Regions from separate parts of the Cricetulus griseus genome. Here region 1 is linked to region 2. The links are chromatin contacts, called in public Micro-C maps. All regions are on one chromosome and are shown on one strand. Each heading gives the region's core, a stretch centred on a gene start, on an enhancer-like site or on the middle of the called end of the contact. The rest is flanking DNA. Distances are from core to core; before and after follow the strand shown.

Region 1 (4,967 bases), core at 224-2,723, 45 kb before region 2:
CAACTGTAGGCAGCAGAAATCGGGGCAGGAAAGCACCCTCTCTGCCTGTGTGTCAGGCTCTTTCAGGGTGTTGGTAGGGGCCCCAGGATGCTTCTACCAAGAATCCCTTAAATCTGGTAATCGAGCAAGTGGGTGCCCTTCCTAAATATATTGCTGTGCAGAGGGCTAGCACTATGGCTTCTGCAGCACTGTGGCTAGCTAGGTACCGGGCACCTGCTTCCCTTGGTGTATGGGAACTCACACATGGAAACTAACTATGTTTGGCATGATATTACAACCAACCTCCCCAGGCCCAGCATCGGGCCTGGAGTCACCTATTTCTTCCTTGACACTCATCCATCACTAGGTTCTGCTGCTGCACAGATTCAGGCCCCTCCATGGCCAGCTCCTCTCTGATCAGATCCTGCATCAGATACCGTCACTGATCTCCAGAGTCAACCCAATCCCCATTAGCTAGACCCACAGGTTCACTTAGCCCTCACTCCAGCTGTCTTTAGAAGTCACACCCTGTGAACACAAACTTGAGCTCCCCACACATTTAGCTCTTCGGTTCTGTGTGGCTCAGAGTCTCTGTGACAAGTTTGTGGAGTCTCAGAGTACCAGAAGCAAGCTTTGCCCATCCCCACCGGGGGGCGGCATGGGGATGCTGGGGAGGGAGGGCCCATCCCCTGCCTGTCAGGCTGAAGGTTTCCTTTCCATACCCTGGATGCCTGTCCCTAGGTGCCTTGTCAATGATCACTATCAGTCAGGTGGTGAGACTAGCATTGCTTGAATTAAAACAGGTCAGGAATGGCCACAGACAGGGCCCCTCTGACTTTAGGGGACTAAGAAAAGATTGGGAAAAGGAAGGAAGGAAGGAAGGAAGGTTGTACAGGTTTCTTTCTTTTTTCCTTTTTTCTTTTTCTTTTTAATCCAAAGACACCTTCTCCCTGACAGAAACCTTATTCTCCGAGAAGGTGCACAATGTGTCAGGTGTCTCCTGCCATTGAAGGTAGGCTAAGTGTAGGGACTGTGGGAACACCAGGAATAAGTGCTCTGACAACAGGGCAGGTATGAACAGTTCACCCAGCCTGAGGCTAAAGTCACAACAGACCTAGAAGGTGAGCGTGTACCCATCTTGGCTTCTGTCACAGACCCTAGCTCCCTGCACCACACCCAGCTGAACAGAAGCAAATGAGAACAATTTTGCACGATGTCATCAGGAGAGCAGCAAGCGGGGGCAACAGGAAAGATGACTGACTTGTCCAGGGAACTTGACAATCAGCCCCCTACCTGACTGCAGCAGGGAGAGGCCAAAATGCGCTGTTACTTTCCTTGGGGGTAGAAGCGCCTGCTTTCTTTTCCTGGACAGGATTATCCCAGCACGTTCTGCTGTCCACCAGGGCTCAATGCTAGCTCCTTGAGCAGTCTTCAAGCATCAGATCTATGGCACTCTGCACACTGTAGCATCCAGAGCCTTTGGGAGAGGCAGTGCAGAGTGAGTATGAGTCCCTCCCCACTCTCTCTTTGTATACTTGCACAGCCCCAATGACTCAGCTAATCTGCTGTGAGCACAGGGCAATTACGACTCTGGACTTCATACAGCAAACTGAACCACAATGACCCAGAGACCAAGTGAGTGCCAAGAGATCATTGCTGGACCTCCCTCTAAAGGAAGGGACTCCAATACAGAGTGTTAGGACAGCCCATGCCAACTCTGCCCAGCAGTCTCTCTCTCTCTCTCTCTCTCTCTCTCTCTCTCTCTCTCGGTGGAGTTTTGGTTTTGTGTGGGGAAACTGCAACTTGAAAACCTTATATTGAAATTTCAGCAATAATTAATCATTTAAAACCTTGTGCCACTCTGAGTGGCATGGTGACAACTCCCATTGTCCCCACTCCATCTCAACGACTTCATAAGCCACGCCTTAGCCCACGGCATCAAAACTGTATGTGCTAGATGCCGGGTTAGTTACTTAGCGGTGCTTAGCTGTCACAATACGGCAGGGAAGTGTCCTGATTTCATTTATGACATCTCCATAGCTCAGGTCCGGTGACGCTAGCAACAACGGACAGGAGGCAGATGGCTGCTAACATTCAACTGGATTATTAGTTATTGTTTCTAATCCCTACTGGGTCTAATTATAAGGAGCTCTATCATGAGTGTGTAAGCATGGCTACACGTAGAACATTCTAATACTTTCTTCAGTTTTAGGCTGCCCCAGGGTAAAGTTTCTTGGACCCTATTATCTTCCAATAAGACCAAGTGAAGCTACGGCAGAGAACAAAGTAACAGATGTAAAGTGAGATTTAAATTGTTCTCTTACACTCTAATTAAGATAAGACTATTAGTACATTGCTCAAGGACTCAAGGATGGGACCTTGAGACTCATGATCTCAGACTACAAGGCAGGTTTGACTTCAGCATGTTAGTTCCACATCTGCCAGTTTTACAGCAGGTAGTAAATGCTGTTCTAGATTAGCCCGGAGCAGCAGCCGGCACTGACCTCCTGCAGGTTGGGTTTCAAGGGTGTGATAACAAAGGATGCAAACAGATTCACAAGTTGTGGAACTGTATATCGCCCAGGAACAACTGACGGGCGGGATGGCGCCACATTGCTGCTCTGAACTGCAGAGCCAAGCAACGACCTCAGAGTAGAGAAAGCTTTTGCTAGTGTTTCATGTGACAGAAAATTAATATGTAGAAAATACAAAGAATAAAAAAAACAGAAGCACAAAAAATCCAATTTCTAAGGGGGCCAGTGCTTTGAACAGACACGTCTCAAAAGAGGAACAAATGGCCAACAAACAGGAGGGGAAATGCCCAATATTTGCTATTAAGGAATGCATTGCCATTCTGGTCAAAATAGCTGCTACCAAAATATCTGAAAGTAACCAATCCAAGTGAGGAATCTGTATACAGTGCTGGTAGGAATGTGGATTAATGCAGCCACTATGGACATCAGTGTGGAGGTTCCTTAAGAAACCAAAGTTAGAACTACCATACGACCCAGACATAGCACTGGATATAAGCCTGGAGGAATATAAGTCAAAACAGCACCAAGACCCCCTGCACATCCATGCTGACCTCGGAATTCTCACAAGCCTAGAACCAGCCTAGAAACCCCTAACAGATGAGTGGATGAAGAAAATGGGGCATGTGTGCACAAAGGCGTTTTTTTACTCAGCTATAAAGGAGAATGTTTGCAGGGAAATGGATAGAAGTTGAGGTCATCATCTAAGCCAAAAAGTCCGACACTATGACAACTAAGACAAGTGATTTAGTTGCTTTTCTGTCGCCGTGATGAAACACCATGATCAAGAAACATATAGAAGAATTTATTTGAGCCATGGTTCCAGAGGGATGAGTTCGTCGTGGCGGTGGGAGCATTGCAGCAAGTGTTGGGCTTGTGGCAGGAGAGGACACAGAGACCCCACATCCTCAACCACAAGTGTGACGCAGAGAGGCCAAAATAGAAGTAGGCAAGGGCTTAAACTCGCAAAACATGTCCTCAGCAAAGCCTCATGTCCTAACCCTCCCCAGACAGTGCCACCAACTGGGAGCCCATTAAGTATTCAAATGCCCGAGATTACTGGGGCGATTTCTCACACAAACCATCACAAGTATTACACGTTTTCTTTCATATGAGAAAACTAGGGAGAAAAGAAAAAAAAAAGCATTTTTTCCCCCCTGAGACAGAGTTTCTCTGTAACTTTGAAGGGTGTCCTGGAACTCACTCTGGAGACCAGGCTGGCCTCAAACTCGCAGAGATTCACCTGCCTCTGCCTCTCGAGTGCTGGGATTAAAGGCGTGCACCACCAACGCCCAGCACAAGAAGGTTTTTAATGTCATGTAGTCGATTGGTGAATTCTTGAAAGTATTTCCTGGCCTATTTGAGTCCTTCCCAGAAAGCCCCTGTCTGTAGTGTCTATACCATACCTTCAATTGTTTTCTTGATTTTTTTCCCACTAGTAGTTTCAGAGACGCCACCGGTCTTACATGCAGGTCTTTGATCCAGTCTATTATGATAAATCTTTCTGCCAAAAGCTGCCTGAGCCCCACTGCCACGTGTGAGCTTTACGCCAGCTGCCTGCCTGAGTTAGGCCCAAATGAATACACAGAAACTTGTATTAGGTTCAATGCTGCTTGGCCAATGACTAGGATTCTCATCTGTTAGCTCAGTCTCAATTATCATACATCTATATATTTTATAAGACTTATCTTATCGGATGCCTTATTGGCATCCCTCCTTGTCAGTGGATCACATTGTGCCGCAGGAGCAGGAGCAGAGGGGAAAGAGGGCACTTCCTGTTTCTCCTTTCCTTAAATATGAGTCTCCTTACTATGTCACTTCCTGCCTGGATCATCACTTCTCTACTATATTTCCCAGAATCCTCTTTGACTCCTAGTCCTGTCTAACTTGCTGTCTCATTGGCCAAACAGTATTTTATTTAACTATCAATAAGATAAACATACATCGTACATTCCCCATCACCAGTCTGAGTGGATTTGTGTGCAGGGTGAGCCATGTGGCTCTAGCTTTCTTCTTCCACACTTGAGAATCCAGTTCCCTCCTTGCCATTTGCGGAGCCTCTATCACGGCGTTTTTGACACCTGGGTCAATAATTAGGTGATTGTCGTTGTTATTGTCTGTGTCCTCTGCTGCTGTCCATTGGTCTACATGTCTTTCAAGACATTCTTGACACTAATTTGAGGCCAGGCACTATGGTATTTCCAGCGTTTCTCTCTCGGCTTTGGCTACTTGGAGTTGTTTGTGCTTCCAGACAAATGTTATGATTTTTGAGTTGATTTTTTTATGATTTCTGAAGCATGTTGTTGGGATTTTGATGGGTACGGAGTTCAATCTATAGGTCACTTTCAGTAACATGTACATCTTCACAATATTAACTCTGCCTACTCATGAGCAGTGGCGACCTTCCCATTTTCTAGTGTCTTCTATCTCTTTTTCAGAGTCTTAAAGTTGCCTGTA
Region 2 (4,921 bases), core at 861-3,360:
GCCACAGGGAAAGGAGTCTACCATTATGGCATTGGAGGAGTGTGGCTGCAGGCAGTCACGGTGACTAGAGCTGGAAGCTAAGAACTGAGGGACTCCATCTTGAATTACAAACAGCAAGCAGAGAGAGTGAATTCAAAGTGGCAGGTGACTTTTGAAACCTCAAAGCCTGCCCCCTGTACCCTCCAGCCAGCTCCCAAATAACAACACGGAGACAACATAAAAGCTTGGCCTTATCTTAGGCTTCTTTTCTAACTAGCTGTTATAACTTAACCTATAACTCTATCGCGAGGCTCAGTTGCCTTTCCTCTGTCCCATGTGTCTGATTTGCTCCATTGGCATCCATTTGCTCCTGGGTGCCTCAACTATCTCCTCTTCCTCTCTGCCCAGGAGTCCTGTCTCTCTCTCTTGCCTAGCTATTGGCCATTCCATTATACCATTCGCAGCAATACATCTCCACACAGTGTATGCATGTTCTGCTGTTAGACCCCCGGAAAACTCAGGCCTCCGGGGTCTCAGCCCAGGACCTCGGTCACCCCAATCACAGGCAGAGTCGAAAGCTTGCTGCAAACTGCATGAGGCTTTATTGTAATTTAATGAGCTAACCCCATGTTAGCTCGGGTCTTTCACCCACCCGCCAAGGCGGATGGCTACAAAAGACAGCTCAAAGGGGCTGCATAGAGATCTTATAGGGCAGCATAAGGGGAGTGTCTAGGGGTACTCAAGGCTCAGGATTGGTGTGGCTCCAGGCTTGGAGGGCTTGCCCTGTGTTGATTGGCCAACTGGTTGTTATGGCCCATAGGCCCTCCCAGGGCGGTTGCTATGCTCTGTGTGTCATTGCTGTGCACCTGTCCATAAAGCACACCCAGAGTCGTAAAGCATAGCGCCACCAGCTAACTTCTGATTGGTTCCTTGTCATGAGGCAGGCATCTGACCTCTGGTGACCAAGGCAAGGTCAGAAAAGCACGTATTCAGCTGTTATGGCTGCCCAAAGGGGCAGGCATCTGACCTTAGTGACTAAGACAAGGTTAGACAAATACGTGTTCGGCTGTTATGGCTGCCGAAATGGGGAGCTGGTCCCTTCAATCGTCTACCACCGCCTTGTGGCATTGCTGCCATCAGGGATGGAGGAGGCGTGATAAAGTTGCTTAGAGCAGAGGTATTTCCCATTCTTCTCTTTCTTGGTGCCTGAGGAGGCTCGAAGGTGTTGGATTCCTTAGAGTTACAGATGGTTGTGAGTCATCATGTAGGCGCTGGGAATTGAACTGGGTCCTCTGCAGGAGCAGTCAGTGCTTTTAACCATCTCTCTAGCCCCAAGACAGATTTTATAAGAATGATTATGAAAAGGCCTGTGATCTCTGAAGGAGTAAGCAAGACCAAGAAAGCAGGAAGAAAATACCCAATGCAAATAAAAAAGAATGACATGAAGCCTTGGTAGTGAAAGACCTAGTAAGGGGCTGGGGAGATGGAGAGACTAACCCAAGTTCCCAGGGTGGGAGTGGGGGGTGAGAGTCACTCCTATGTTAAAGATTCTACAGGGCTGACTAACTAATTGTAGTTTCCATGATTGAGGAGGGATGGAGTGTTGCAGGTTCTGAGCCAAATTATTCTGGGTTACTGTAACCCTCTTGATAGTCATCCGTTGTCCCCATTTTTATTTAGCCTATTGCCTAACACGGCAATTACTAGGTCAAGTCTTTCTGGGATGTGCAAACATATCATTAGCTTCCACCAACCCAATGGCTAACTAAGAATGTTTTCAGATAGTACCTGAAGCCTACACCAGAGTGTTATACCCAGATCATGGAGTCCCCCAAAGATAGCCAGAGTCCGAATCAGTATACAAAAACAAACAGCCTTTATTCAAGCTCGAGCTTGGACCCTCTGTGTGCCTGATGCAGCTGTATGAGATTGGAGTCTTGAGATCAGGTGGGGTAGGTTTTTTGTTTTTTGTTTTTGTTTTTTTAAATCATGGCAGAGGTTGAGGTTGAGGATCCCTGATCGGTTGACATTTGTCTGGGAGTGTCTTGACGAAATGGGATAGGCATGTGCTGTGTGGGCTAAGGGACATCTGGTGATGTTTATAACTGCTGGAATGTTTACGATGTCAGGGACTTCCCCTAGATGCTGGCCAGTTCTTGGGTGTTGTCAGCTTGTGGTTTCTCCTGGAGCCGAGTGTTGTTTTATAATAAACTAAGATTTAGGTCTACCTTTCTGACTGGTTTCTATTCTGCCTGTTGTGACAGCTGTGTGGCCAAGCTGCCTTGGACTCCATATGTGTGGCTAAGCTGCCCTGGGCCCCATACAGAGATTTTTCTACTTCGCTGCCTACCTATGCTTCTACCAATGTACTATTAAAGTGTCTTTTTTTTTTTTTTACTTGCGTTTGTCAACAACCAAATCATGAGATCAGCTTAGACCAGCGGTTCTCAACCTTCCTAGTGCTGTGGCCCTTTAATATAGATCATCATGTTGTGGTGACCCCCCCAACCAAAAAAAACATTGCTACTTCATAACTGTAATTTTTATAGAGTGGTGTGTCAGTTCCTACAGCCATTGGTTGTTGCAAACTTGTATGCCTTAGGAATACTTTTGTAGCATTTATAAATGACAACCAGAAAGTCTGCATCTGATTCTTGTGTCACTTTTTTGTTCAGCCTCTCCATGAGCCAGCTTGATCCGTCGATGTATTGATAAGGGAGCTGGCTGTTGCAGCTCACGTTGGCCTTGACACAGTCCCATTTGTGTTTTTTTCTCTATCTTCAACCCTTCCAGAGCTTAAAGGACTAGTCCAGGCCATAGTCTTAACACCTCAGCGGCTGTGACTGGGCATGGCACAATGAGTCCTCTGCTGTGACTCCCCTGTCCTTGGAGCCTGGCTGCAGGCTCACCTTGGACTGTATGGGGAGCGCTGTTGAGTGAAGAACAGCTCATGACATGTGCTCTGTGTTCAGCCGTTACCCATGTCCACATGGGGACGTTTGGTTTCTTCAGCTGTTTTTCTTTTTAAATTGGGGGTGGGAGCAAGGCATGCATTCATGTGCACACCCACACACAGAAGGTCTGCTCCAGGCTCATGGGTTGCTTCTGTGGTCCATCTTTACGTTTTCTCTGGGAACTTAATGATGCATGGGTCAGCTTGTTGTTAAGGTGCTGCCGGCCTCCTCCTAGCTGCTGATTTTTTTTGTGTGTGTGCATTCTTAGCCTTGGCTTTCCCACACATCCCGTCCACCCTCAAAGGGGATAAGCTACAAGTTCTTGAAGCTCTTTCCCTTACTGCTTTGCCCGGGCTCAGGCCTGGCCTGGTGCCCAGTCTGTAAGTGTTGGAACTCTTACAGGAAGGCCCGTCCAAACCTGGAAGCACAGCCTGCTGAGCTGGAGGTGGGTCCGGACCAGGCTGGGCTGAAAACTGGGTGGTGTTCAGTGCCACCCTCACGTTGTTTACTCAGCCTGTGTAGGCACCAACAGACACAGGCAACAGCTTCGGGCCGACACCATCACCCTCACAGGGCTGCACCTAGAGTAGAGCCTGGGGCAGGTCTGAACAGAGCCATGCGGAACCACGGTTCACGGACAGATTTTGAGTGGGTCTACACTGATGGGCCACACAATGGTCGACGCCAGGAGATCTTGGGTAAGATTGTATGCTTGTCATTTAGGTCAGGGAGGCCTAAGGCCAGGCACTGCCAGCTGCTGATTCCCGTTCCCAACTCCTTATCGCCAAGGCTTGGTTGGGATCACCCAGAGAAGCACTCAGGAGGCTCAGGGCGCCCTCAGGAGGCTCAGGGCACACAGTATGGTACGGGATACAGGGTCTCCCTGTCTCTGCTGCAGCGGCCTTTTTCTTTAGGAGGAACAGGCTGGTCCCCTGACTCTCCTTGCCTCTGCTGGCCTTCGCGTTACGGGTCCCTTTGGCCAGACTATCTCCAGCAAGATCCTCCAACTCCTCCTGAGCCCATGGCTAGGTTGCGATTCAGTGCCTCCTCAAATGCCTCCAGAAGGGCAAAGCCAGGCAGCAGGCATTTGAAGCTTGCATGATGCTGAGGGCCCCGCTGTTGGAGCCACACTCACGTGGCCCTAAACAAGAGACAGTAGTAACAGGGAAAGAGAACCCTAGCCTGTGACTCTAGGACAGTTAGAGAGGACAGGCCCTGGCGTACTTACATCTTCCCTCGAGACAGAATCGAAGGCATTTTTTTTAATCCTTTTGAGGTTTGGGATTAAAGAGACTGGAATATGGGTGACTAGCCAAACAGAGAGGATGACTGGCTTGTTCTGGTGGTCTCCTCGATGTTCTTTTGGGCTTTAAAGCCAGACCAACCAGGTCTTCCAGCTCTAGGTATACTGAGCACTTCTGTGTCCACAGGGAAGTCTCTCCTCTCTCCCAGGCTGCTCTTCATGACCAACAGGCTTTTGAGTTGGGTTCTTTACGACACTGCCTAACTCATCCTCATGCCAGTGTTTTGACTTTTCTGCCCTTTAAAAGATGCAGTGAGAATGAAGGGGATAGATGCTCGGAGGAGGATGCTCGCCTGGGTTAGACTGCCTGCGAAGAGCATGCTCTTAACCTGTTCTCTGTTGAAAATCAAAGACACTAATGGGAGGGGCTTTGAATGTGAGGAGCCCCTCCCTCCAGTGCTGGGACCAAACCCAGGGTTCACACAGCAGCTCCACCCTGTGGCACACCCCGGCCCCTGGAGCTCTCTCTTACACAAAATAGTTCTCTTTCTCTTGATGTTCCTCTGTCCTAAGACAAGGCCCTAATTTTTATGAGTATCTCAAGTTAGAAACCTCTTTTTTTCATGAATGACTCAGTAGATTCCACTGAAATCAAAGTTAATAGCTCAATTACTGATAGGGAGGGAAACTTGAAGTTGCTTATCAAGGATAGCCCATTAGAAGAAGTTGGGTTAGCAGGTAAGAT

Evidence for each region. Hi-C and Micro-C count contacts between places; a contact is called where the count stands out from the background.
Region 1: a contact with region 2 is called in a Micro-C map of the CHO-K1 cell line, with 3 times the contacts expected there. The contact joins the promoter of Ephx1 here to the enhancer-like site in region 2. A contact is called at or near these places in 6 of 8 Hi-C or Micro-C datasets (the CHK-Q cell line, the CHL-YN cell line, the CHO-K1 cell line and 1 more).

What each region holds. Positions count from the first base shown.
Region 1 is chr5:13,310,579-13,315,545 of CriGri-PICRH-1.0, reverse strand. Ephx1 (epoxide hydrolase 1) reads right to left here and starts at 1,473. Exons shown (of 9, transcript XM_027418823.2): 1 at 1,273-1,473.
Region 2 is chr5:13,265,825-13,270,745 of CriGri-PICRH-1.0, reverse strand. The region is part of intron 1 of LOC100760423 (sphingolipid delta(4)-desaturase DES1); the gene reads left to right. Among named protein-coding and RNA genes, the nearest start is that of Ephx1, 46 kb to the left of the region's middle. Within about 2 kb of position 2,110, at least 2 of the 6 cell types and tissues checked have open chromatin away from gene starts, as enhancers often do. A contact at or near this core is called in the CHO-K1 cell line and fibroblasts, where this site is marked.